Linked DNA regions of Sus scrofa: regions 2 and 3 are each linked to region 1. The links are chromatin contacts, called in public HiChIP or PLAC-seq and promoter capture Hi-C maps. All regions are on one chromosome and are shown on one strand. Each heading gives the region's core, a stretch centred on a gene start, on an enhancer-like site or on the middle of the called end of the contact. The rest is flanking DNA. Distances are from core to core; before and after follow the strand shown.

Region 1 (3,476 bases), core at 396-2,895:
CTATAGCCAAAGGCCTACGCCAGAGCCACAGCAACGTGGGATCCCAGCCGCGTCTGCAACCTACACCACAGCTCACTGCAACGCCGAACCTAGTCGGATTCGTTAATCACTGAGCCACGACGGGAACTCGGAGATTACAAGTTTTTTGTTCGTTTTGCTTTTTAGGGCAGCACCTGCGGCAAATGCTAGTTCCCAGGCCAGGGGTGGAATCAGAGCTGCAGCTGCTCGCCATAGCCACCGCCACAGCAACACAGAATCCAAGAGGCATCTGCGACCTACTGCTCACTGCAACGCAGGATCCTTAACCCACTGATCGGGGCCAGGGATCGAACTAGCATCCTCGCGGATACTAGTCGGGCTCCTAAGCGCTGAGCGAAAAGATTACGAGATTTTAAAACATAGCAGAAATACATTCCAGTGCGTTGGGAATTTGGGGTGGGTGGGGGTGTGAAGGAGAAAATAATAGTTTTATTGCTTTGTCACAGCTAACCCATGTCCTCAAAAAGCTGTGTCCCCCTGTTGGGGATTTTTATTTAGGTAAACCTACCACAGTAGGGATTTGACATTCGAGTTTTTCTTCCTTGAATTAAGATGTCCAGATCTACTCAACACAAAACACACAAGGCTGTGAAATTTCCTCTTTTATTCTATTTTAACTTTTTTTGAGCTGTAAATCTATTTAACATTGATTACAACAAAACAATATCTCACAGGCTTAGAAAAATCACACTCTATCTAGCACACAAAGGCCACTCATAGGCCTCAGTTCTCAACTCCTGCTTTAAAGTTGCTTTTCCAAAACTTCATTGCTTTACGTAAGCTGGAAAAGAATGCACTGTGTATAGGCTTGAGCTCCAGTTGCGTTAAATGTGACCTGCTGACTTTTCACCAACTTGAGAAATGGTTAAAGGCTTGAGACTTTGTTCCCTATCAAACCGGGGCTGGGCAAATGCCTCTCTGAGCAGCTACGAACCGAAAGTCTAACTCTTTAAGGGGAAGAAGGGTAGGGGTGGCGGAGGTAGAAGAGTCAAACAGTTCCGTCAGAGTGTCCCGCAAACAGAAGAAACAGCCGCACCGTTTCTTCCAAGCCCCGGGACCCAGAAGCCCCCTGGAAAACGTCGCTACCGAAAACCGCCGAGCCAGAAGCAACTATCCGACACTGAAATTCCCGTTGCTGGCGCCCCGGCAGCACCTCGACCCGCTTAAGGCTGGGGGGCGGGGTGGGGACTGGATGAGAGGGGGAGGGGACACCTCACCCCTAATAACGGCCTCAACCGCCCCTTACCAAGTGCCCGCTCCGGCCCACAAAACTCGTGGCCAGAAGAATCAAACACTCACTGGAAAGTGGGGCCAGGTCCCGGTCCCGGCCCGGCCCCCGGAATCCGGCGGGTCTCCCAGGGTTTAGGGGGAGGAGGCGGCTGGGACGCCATCTCCACCTCCTCTCGGCTGCCGCTCTGCACTGGGCTCTGAGCCGGGACTCTCCAGGCCCGGGGACACCATCCGTTTGCGCGCAAGGCACAACTTGCAGAGCGCGGAACCCTCCACCCGGCCTGTCTCTGCAGTCAGGTTGTGACTTGTGGAGCTTTGCGGCTGGGACTACAGTCTATTAGGATACCACTAATCCAGGGGAAGAAATGCTCTCTTTTTCTTTGACCTAGAAGGATTTCCATTCTAAACCCGATGAGGGTAGGAGCTTATCGATACTTCTGGCAGCGGCTACAGTATCCTAGACATCGGAGTCCCACGGAAGCTTATTTGGGACAAGTCCGGCTCCAGCCGGGAATAGTGCCCCACGCATTCCTGTCCCCGCGGGGCGGGGGGGGGGGTGCCGGTCTGTGTGGCAGCTCGACTGATTTCCCTGCAAACAGGTAGGGGAGACTCCACTCAGTCCTCGAGTTAGCAGCTGGTACTTTCTTTCTAAAGCTCATGTTTCCTCGGGGAACAGAATTGCTAGACGCAATTGGTGCGTTGTCTTTAGTCCTCCCCGTTCCCACTGGAGGGCTGGAAGGGGTTAAATCTCAGGCTCCGGCGTCGTGGGAGAAGGTGAGGTGGGGAGATTTGAAGTGAGGGGGTGCGGACAGGGTTCTGGAGAGGTGTGGATGGAGGAGATCGTTTCCCACCAGCTGCAGAAGCTTTGGTAGCAGGGCGGTGAGTCGGAAGTTTCTTGGACCTGACTTAAGGGGAGCAAGGCTTGCTTGGTTGGCCACAGGAAAGACTCGAGGTTAGATTTGGGGATGAACTTTCCAGAAATCTAGAGTGGATTCCACTGCTGAGTGTTTATCAGTGGCGCAATGAAGTTAGGAGTGCCTCCTTTGGAAATCCACACTCCACCCCCACCCCACAAGAAGAATGACCCCCTTCTGTATGGAAATAAGTTCGAAAAGATTACAGGATTAGACTCAGCCTGGTTATTTTGCTGCCTCCTTGACTGCAGTAGTTTCTGTAATCGTGTGAGAAAGGAAAATCCATCCTTTCCTCTGGTAAACTAGAGACGGGGCCATTGGTTTGTGGAGAGGGACTCCATCCCCGTAGGGATCTTAACACGTGGGAGAGGTTCTTTTGCAATGAGAAGTTCCAGTTCTTTGTGTAAACATGTAAACGAAAAGCAAACATTTTAAAGGTAACCAACAGCGAAAACCTTACAGTATGGGGTATATTTCTCAGGGCTTGCTTTCAAAGATAATAAATCTAATATGGAACAACTGATTTCTGATGTCTTATAAAAGCCTGTCATTTCAGTGCAGTACATCAAGGTGAAACTGCCTTAAGGCATAAAGTATTTTCTCCTAATAATGTTAACTTTCTTGAAAAGTCGCTAGATTGTTGCTACGCGAAAATGATCTTGAGAGGTTTATAAGTTTCATTATTAACACATATGGAGGAGGGTTTTGTTTTTTTAAAACCTCTTGCAGTTAGTTACTCAAGGTTTTGTAATTCTGAACAGGTTTGGGAACTTTTCAGAGCCAAGAGATTGCACTGTGTCATTTACTGACTGTCGTGATACCTTTAATCTAGTGAACTACAGGAGAAACGTTGTCTTTAAAGGAAAGGCCCAGCAAGGGGAGGGGGAAGTATACATTTTAATACAACTATTTAACTTAAGTCTCCAGGGAAATCTTTGATACAAATTGCCCTTTTTAAGCACTCACTCATGGATTTATTTATTGGTCAGTAGGATTTATTTGTTTCTCTGTGTTGAAGGTTAATTCTCAATTAAATGAAATCCTTGACCTTAGCTAATGGAAAGGAGATAATTTTTTTTCATTTTTAAAAGTTTTATTGCAGTATAGTTTATTTACAACGGGAGAAGATAATTTAAAGGGAGTGACAGAACAATTTCTCTGTGAGGAGAATGCAATCAGGGATACGTTTTAAATGCTGATTATCATCTCCTCAAAGAATCCTAATCCCTTCTCAGCATCAAACTAGCTGACTGGGCTGGGGGAAGGGATTCAGATTCATATGTAAATAATAAT
Region 2 (3,476 bases), core at 300-2,799, 230 kb after region 1:
TTTAACTTATAGGTAAACACCTTGGAGAAATTCTAGTTCAAGTGTACCAAAAGGCATGTACAAGAATGTTCACTACCACAGTTAACATTAAAAACTTAGAAATAAGACAATCACCAACAGGAAAAGGACTAAATTAGGGTGTTATCCCTACAATGGAATACAATACAGTAGTTAATATGAATTAATTAGAGCTGAAAACATTATCATGGACAAATCTCAAAGATACTATGTTTCACTATGGAAACTGCAGAATGACAAGTGTGATACTAGTTATATGAAGCTTAAAAACAAGTAAAACAATGCCAATTTGGAACATACATGTATAGCAATAGCAAAAAAAAAAAAAAATGCAGCAATGAGCATAAAATTCAGAACTGTGGGGAACTCTGGGGGAGGGGGTGAATGGGACCAAAGGAGGAGGGGGTAGGAGAATCCTTCAGATATACTCATTATGCTTGGTTTCTTTTAAATAAAGATGTGTATAAACACACACACACACACACACACACACACACACAGCACGTTATGTTTGGGGAGAGATGGATGGTGGCTACACAAATGCTGCTTATGCTATTCCTTGCATTTTTCTGTATGTTCAAATTATTTCCTAATAAACCAAAATGTCAAAAGCTTAAAATCCTGCCAGGAGGACACCGTTTCTGACTTACCCAAGTATGAGCAGGAGGAAGAGACCCGCAGATGCACGGTGGATAGGTGGGGAGGCCAGGGGAGGGTGAAAACAGCACAACCTTTATTAAAGAGAAACCCATGGGCTGGGGTAGGTCATTCACTCTTGAAGACCTGGAGACCGCAGGTCATGAAGACGGAGGAGGAGGAGGTAGGGGGATGGTATTTGCGCCAATGCAGACTGGAGCAGAAACCGGCTCAGACAGTGCTGGGGGCAGGACTGTGACCGACAATTTCTCCCTACGGACACACGAGCCTCTCTCCCGCCGCAACCTCATTTGGGGGCGTCCTCAGAGGTGGGGCAGCCAGGCGCAGATGGGGGTCTCCTGGAGTCCCCGAGTCTGTGCAAGGGTGCCAGGTGAGCGCCCAGTGTGTAGGGAGGTGCCCTTGTCGACCGGCCGGGTGCAGGGAAGGAGACCACCCTGCAGTGCTCCGGCCAGAACGCGGGGGCAGGAAACGAAAGCGGGATCCCGGGCCGACCATCCCTGCCCACTCCGTTCTGCCTCTCCCCCAACCGCCGCCCCCCAACACTTACGCAGACATCTCTTTCATCGCTTCCTGCGTCCCCCTCACCGGCGAGTGCCTTTCGCTCTGGAGTCCTGTTCTTGCTCTTCCCTTCTCCTCCTGTCCACTTTCCTCCGCTCGTTTGCAGCTCGCTTCCTCGCTCTCTTACTCTCTCACTTACTACGGCCGAGGCATCCAACCGAGTAGTGAAAACACCACAAAACCGGCTCTATTTATGACAATACAGCGCGGCCGACGCCAATATGGCGCCGCTTCCCAGCCTGCCTCTCGCCCGCCGTGGCCCCGCCCCTTGAGACCTGGACCCGCCCCCTCCCCACCCCGCCCCCTCCCCCTGGGTCCCGGAGGCTCCGGGTGCCCCGCCCATAGGAGGGGAACCGGCTCGGGCTGCAAACATAGGTCTCAAGGAGTGTTTGGTTCCTTCCTTTGTTCAGTGGGACTGTCAATCCAGGCTAACTGCTAGGAAGGTAATTTGGGACGTGTTTTCCTGTTTCTCTTATGAGAGCCTATATCATATATTTTAAAAAAGATCACAACCTTGCATAGAAAATACTATTTTAACTCTTTCATTATGCCACACCTTTAATTTAATAGGTCATAGTCATAGTCTAATCAATTCAGCCCTTGAGGAGATTATGTCCTGAGAAGGTCACACCCAGGAACGTGTGACTTTGCAATAACCCCAGAGAAGAGCAAGCTTGTCAATTGGAGGCTAACTGTTCCCTTCACCTCTAAGTACCTCCCCCTGATTAATGACGTTCTAGTAAAGTGGAAGAGGTTGATAGGAATGCTCGCAGTTTGTGATAGGATAAATAGAACACAATGAAAATCTCACACTTTTGAATATTGGAAATCGTGTTTCATGTGAGGATGAAAATGGTAAAGTGATGACAAATTTTAAAATGTCAAAGGGTAGAAATAATTTAAAACAGTAAGTCATTATAAGGAAAAGAATGTGAAGAAGCTTTTTCTTGGAATGTGACTCAGAGTCATAGTAGATAGAGAGTACATATAGAATCATTCATTCAAAAATATTTATTGAAAACCTAATTTGTGTCAAGCACTGTGGTAGGCTTCAGTGATTTAGTTGTGCACAAAACCAGAGGTATTCTCTTTTTTGGTAGGCCTGAGGCATGCAGAAGTTCCCATGCTAGGGATGAACCCATGCCATAGCTGTAACCAGAGCCACAGGGGTGACAATGCCAGATCCTTAACCTGCTGAGTCAAAAGGTAACTCCCAGATGTATTGTTTAGTGAGGAGACAATTGAATATAAGTGATATTCTTCTGTTGTAGAAACAAATCACCTACTATGTGTCAGGCACTAGAGATACTTAATTCCTGCTCTCAAAAGTTCAGTCTAGTGAAGGAGAATAAGCACATAGAGAGATCACTAAAATACAGTACAGTCTGTGATGGGATGCGGTTAGGAGATTTTGGGAGGCCCAAAGAGGGCCAATTAAACCTGGGGACAGGGGATGCTCAATAGTGGCTTTCTGGAATAGGGCATGTGCTTAAATTAGCAAGATTTGGGAATAGGGATTGGGTACAGGTGGTAGGGAGATGGCAAAACCTATCCCAGGCAGGATATAGTAATTGCTATCAAGGGCTTCAATGCCAGGGAGACCCAAATTCGAATTCTAGTTTTGGTACTTTCTAGTTTTGTGACCTTAGGGAAATTAACCTTAAAAAGCCCTTTCCTGTCTTTAAAATGAAGTTAATAGGATTGTAAAAGAATTAGAAGGGTATGTAGAGCCAAAATGAAAATTCAGACAGGCAAGAAATATCACTTTATTTTCTAAAACTTAATTTTTGACCTCAAGCTCCTCATTCTGAGCTGGCAGACACAGACCGTCTTGGTCATCCAGGGTCTCTCCCTTCCCACTTCTTGAGATCAAGGAATCAGGGGGAGTTAGGACAAATTGTACACAGCTGGGCCCTGGTAAATGCACCTTCTGCTGCATCCTGGTCTTGTTTAGAGCTCCTTATCAGGGCTTGTGGTCTTGCCCAGAAGCACCAAAGAGCTCATTCTTGCCACCTCTCCCCATCTCCCCAACAGCTTAGGGAGTCTTGCCAGACTAGGAGACTGAAAGTCTCCTTTCCTTGAGGTTTCCTTTTTTTTTTTTTTTCCTTTTGTCCCTTTAGGGCTGCACCTATGGCATATGGAGTTTCCCAGGCTAGGGGTCTAATCAGAGCTGTAGCTGCTAGCATACGCCAGAGCCACAGCAATGCCAGGTCTGAGCTGCGTCTGTGACCTACACCACAGCT
Region 3 (3,476 bases), core at 257-2,756, 180 kb after region 1:
ACTGATTTAGCTAGACCTAGACATTCTCACATCTCCAAAATCTGAAACCTAGGAAGATCCTCACTCTTTGTGGTCCTGGAGGGTAACTTGGGAATAAACAACACTACCCAGAGGTACCCAAGGAAAATACAGCTAAGCTTCTCTGTGTATGTTGGGAAGGGATGGTGCTTGTAGGTTCAAGGAAAAGAATACTCTGAAAGGACAAGTAAATAATCACAATCTCTAAAGTTTTGTTTTTAGTTTTTTAGGGCCACAGGTCCAGCTAATGGATGTTTCCAGGCTAGGGGTCTAATTGGAGCTACAGCTGACGCCACAGCCACAGCAATGCCAGATCCAAGCCGTGTCTGCGACCTACACCACAGCTCCCAGCAATGCTGGATCCTTAACCCACTGAGCGAGGCCAGGGATAGAATCCACATCTTCCTGGATACTGGTTGGTTCATTTCTGCTGAGCCACAGCGGGAACTCTCACAATCCATTAAGATCTTGCTCTAATCAACACAGTGGCTAACCGGCCCATGAGAGGAAAAGTTTCTTTTATTAGCACCTTTTGTTGAGGAGGAAGTGATGAATGTCTCCCTCGGCCCTGCTGGGTGTCATGTAAGATCAGATCTTGCCTGGAGGAAGCTGTGGAACCACAATACAGCCACCACACTCAGGCTTCCTCGGCCCCTCAGCACCCATTGTTCTCCTTTAAGTCATGCGTGATGTTTCCGCCCCAGAAGGCCTTCCCTTGTGAGCAAATGGAAAGATAGTCAAAAATCTGGAAAGAATGAATGCATCAAAGAGAAAGCAGACACCATGAATCAAACCATGGGGAGATGCACACTGCCCTGACACCAGACAGGAAGAACGGGGCTTGGAGAGAAGCCCTGCAGTTCTCCTTAACCCCTGTTCTCTTCAACCTGGGTTTCTGGGGGGCCATTCACCCCTACTGGCCCCTGAGGCTTATGTGATTAGCTGTGAGAAGGGCCCTTGGGGCGATGTACCCCACCAAAGCCTGGCACTGACTCTGGCCCTGAATTACACACACTGGCAGTGTGATAGGTACACATCTGTAATCTGGGCAGCCTTAGTAGGCTCTTCTTAAGATTTCTGTGCCTCAGTTTCCTCCTCTGTAAAATGGGGGTGATGGTATTGGTCCCTACCTCATAGTGTTGTTATGAGGATGAAACTAGTGAATATATGGGACGTGCCCCAAACAGAGCTTTATAACTCATGGTCTTATGAATGGCCTATACTATTGCTTATGATAACTGATACCCGCCCTCAAGCTGCTCCCACACTAGAAAGGGGACTACTTTCTTACTTTTATTCACCTGAAGGCAAGTACATTTAAATAATTTTTGCCTCTTCTTCTCTGGACTTCAGGCAGGGATATTGCTGCCCCCTTGGGGTTGTCATTTCTTGACTGACCCGTTTTCCCCTCCCCTCTTCTCTCCCACTCAGCAGCCGAGCTCCAGAAGGGGAAGGTGGAGATAACCACTGTCCTTGGGTGGGGGCGGGGTATGCAGCGAAGAGGAAATTTTGATTGAGCCCAATGACTCATGAGTTACTGTACATTTGGCTCAGCAGGGTGAGGTCACAGCACAGACAGGGACCCAAGCTAAGCTCGGCGTGGCCAAGAAATGGAGCTGCTTTCACATGAGGCGTGCTCCAGAGCCATGGTGGTGGTCCTGGGTCATGCACACAACATTCTTTTCCTTTCCAGGTTATTTCGTTAAAAGGGATGTGATGAGCCTAGCTTGTGCAGACACATGTAGGGTCGCTTCTTCTGGTTTGGGGCGTAGCTTTCAAAGGCCCAGCTTATTTGTCCTGCGCCCCATTTCCTAAAGCTCCTTTGACCTTTCTGGAAGGTCACTGGATGATTTATTCTGAACACCACAGGTCGGGCTCCCCAGGAAGCAGGCTCTGCCACAGAGATTTGCCCATACAAAGCTTATAGGGGAATGATCTCAAGGTCAGTTCCTGTTGGGGGAGGAAGGGAAGCAGGATGGACAGAAGAAAAAGGAGAACGTCCATGCTGTCACAACAAAGCCTTCAGCCGATTCCCAAGGAGGTTGGGAGCCGGAATGGCCTTTGACGATTAGAGCCTGGGCAGGCTTTACAGTCCACATTGATCGTGGGATACAGGCTGCTCTGAAAAGGGGCAGAGCAGGTCCTGAGGATGTGGTTGTGAGCTGGGGTAATGAACACCCCGTGCTGAGGGCAGACCTGGGCAACCATGTACCTCAGCCTCCACCGCGCTGAGCGTGGACATTAGACCTTTCTGCCTTTTGCCACTGTTCACATACGCCCCATTTTCTAAGATCTGCAGAGTCCTGTGACTAACGGTACAGGTTTGGGAGTCCGACAGACTCACGTTCCAGTTCTATTTCTGCTGTTCATTTGGTAATATTTATAGAGTACATTTCAGGTGCTGTTCAAGGCACTGAAGGTACAAAAGTGATAACACCCTTCCCTCTGGAGCTTCTGTTCCATGGATGGCAGGAGGACACAGGCCATTATAAAAAGAAAAAAATGATACTAAGTGGACACACACACGTCCACTTAATATCATATATTCTGTATATGTATATACATATATGGAGTTTCCATCGTGGCGCAGTGGTTAACGAATCCGACTAGGAACCATGAGGTTGCGGGTTCGGTCCCTGCCCTTGCTCAGTGGGTTGACGATCCGGCGTTGCCGTGAGCTGTGGTGTAGGTTGCAGACGCGTCTCGGATCCCGCGTTGCTGTGGCTCTGGTGTAGGCTGGTGGCTACAGCTTCGATTCGACCCCTAGCCTGGGAACCTCCATATGCCGCGGGAGCGGCCCAAGAAATAGCAAAAAAAAGACAAAAAAAAATATGTACATAATATATAAATTATAGATTAGATTTCTATATTGCATAAGTGGTATATAGAATAATTAGTGATGTGGAGCAAGGAAGTAGGGCGTACGGGTCAGGGAATGATGGGAATGGCATTTTCTGCGGAGGTCAGGGAGGCCTTCCTGGGCTGAGAAGGTGACATCCGAGCAGACAGCAGACATGGCGTGTGGCCATGCAGAGATCTGGGGAGTGTGGATCCAGGTGGAGGGGACCTGATAAGGGAGTGTTCTGGGAGCACCAGGAGGCCAGCGTGTGGGTAGGGGAGGAAGAGGGAGGAGGCATAGAGAAGGGGGGTTCAGGAGGAAGCGAGAACCTCAAAGAGGTTTGTTTCTAGGCAGTATCCACAACAGACTAATCCAGGGAAACAGAAGGCAGTTTTCTTAGGCTGGGAGACATGGGGAGGTTGGGGGAGGCAGGTGGCTAGGGGATACAGAGTTTCTTTTTGAAATGTTGGAAGTGTTCTCACATTCCCTGAGATGATGGCCCCACTGAGTCTGGGAATGTGCTGAAAGCCATATGGGTTGTACATTGTAGGCAGCAGGCAAGCCGTGTTGTTTGTAAGTTGCATCTGTAAAAGCGGTTTTTAAAATCAGAGTGGTGACT

What was found. Promoter capture Hi-C pulls out the DNA fragments that hold promoters and counts their contacts. HiChIP or PLAC-seq counts read pairs in DNA pulled down with a chosen protein or histone mark.
Region 2: a contact with region 1 is called in a promoter capture Hi-C map of liver, with 5 times the contacts expected there. The contact joins the promoter of PAPOLG here to the promoter of PUS10 in region 1. A contact is called at or near these places in 3 of 5 promoter capture datasets (fetal liver, fetal skeletal muscle and liver) and 2 of 2 datasets of contacts at active chromatin or transcription factors (alveolar macrophages and skeletal muscle).
Region 3: an H3K27ac HiChIP or PLAC-seq map of alveolar macrophages shows a contact between it and region 1. The contact joins the enhancer-like site here to the promoter of PUS10 in region 1. A contact is called at or near these places in 1 of 5 promoter capture datasets (liver), 19 of 47 Hi-C or Micro-C datasets (alveolar macrophages, blood, brain and 13 more) and 2 of 2 datasets of contacts at active chromatin or transcription factors (alveolar macrophages and skeletal muscle).

What each region holds. Positions count from the first base shown.
Region 1 is chr3:80,789,599-80,793,074 of Sscrofa11.1, forward strand. It overlaps PUS10 (putative tRNA pseudouridine synthase Pus10), which reads left to right and starts at 1,646. Exons shown (of 19, transcript XM_021087518.1): 1 at 1,646-1,868. The coding sequence starts at 1,681. PEX13 (peroxisome biogenesis factor 13) reads right to left here and starts at 1,509. Exons shown (of 4, transcript XM_003481205.4): 1 at 1,339-1,509. The coding sequence starts at 1,430.
Region 2 is chr3:81,023,820-81,027,295 of Sscrofa11.1, forward strand. It overlaps PAPOLG (poly(A) polymerase gamma), which reads right to left and starts at 1,550. Exons shown (of 22, transcript XM_003125108.5): 1 at 1,223-1,550. The coding sequence starts at 1,239.
Region 3 is chr3:80,970,880-80,974,355 of Sscrofa11.1, forward strand. No RefSeq gene overlaps it. Among named protein-coding and RNA genes, the nearest start is that of PAPOLG, 53 kb to the right of the region's middle. Within about 2 kb of position 1,507, at least 20 of the 83 cell types and tissues checked have an H3K27ac peak or open chromatin away from gene starts, as enhancers often do. A contact at or near this core is called in alveolar macrophages, liver, retroperitoneal adipose tissue and 1 more, where this site is marked.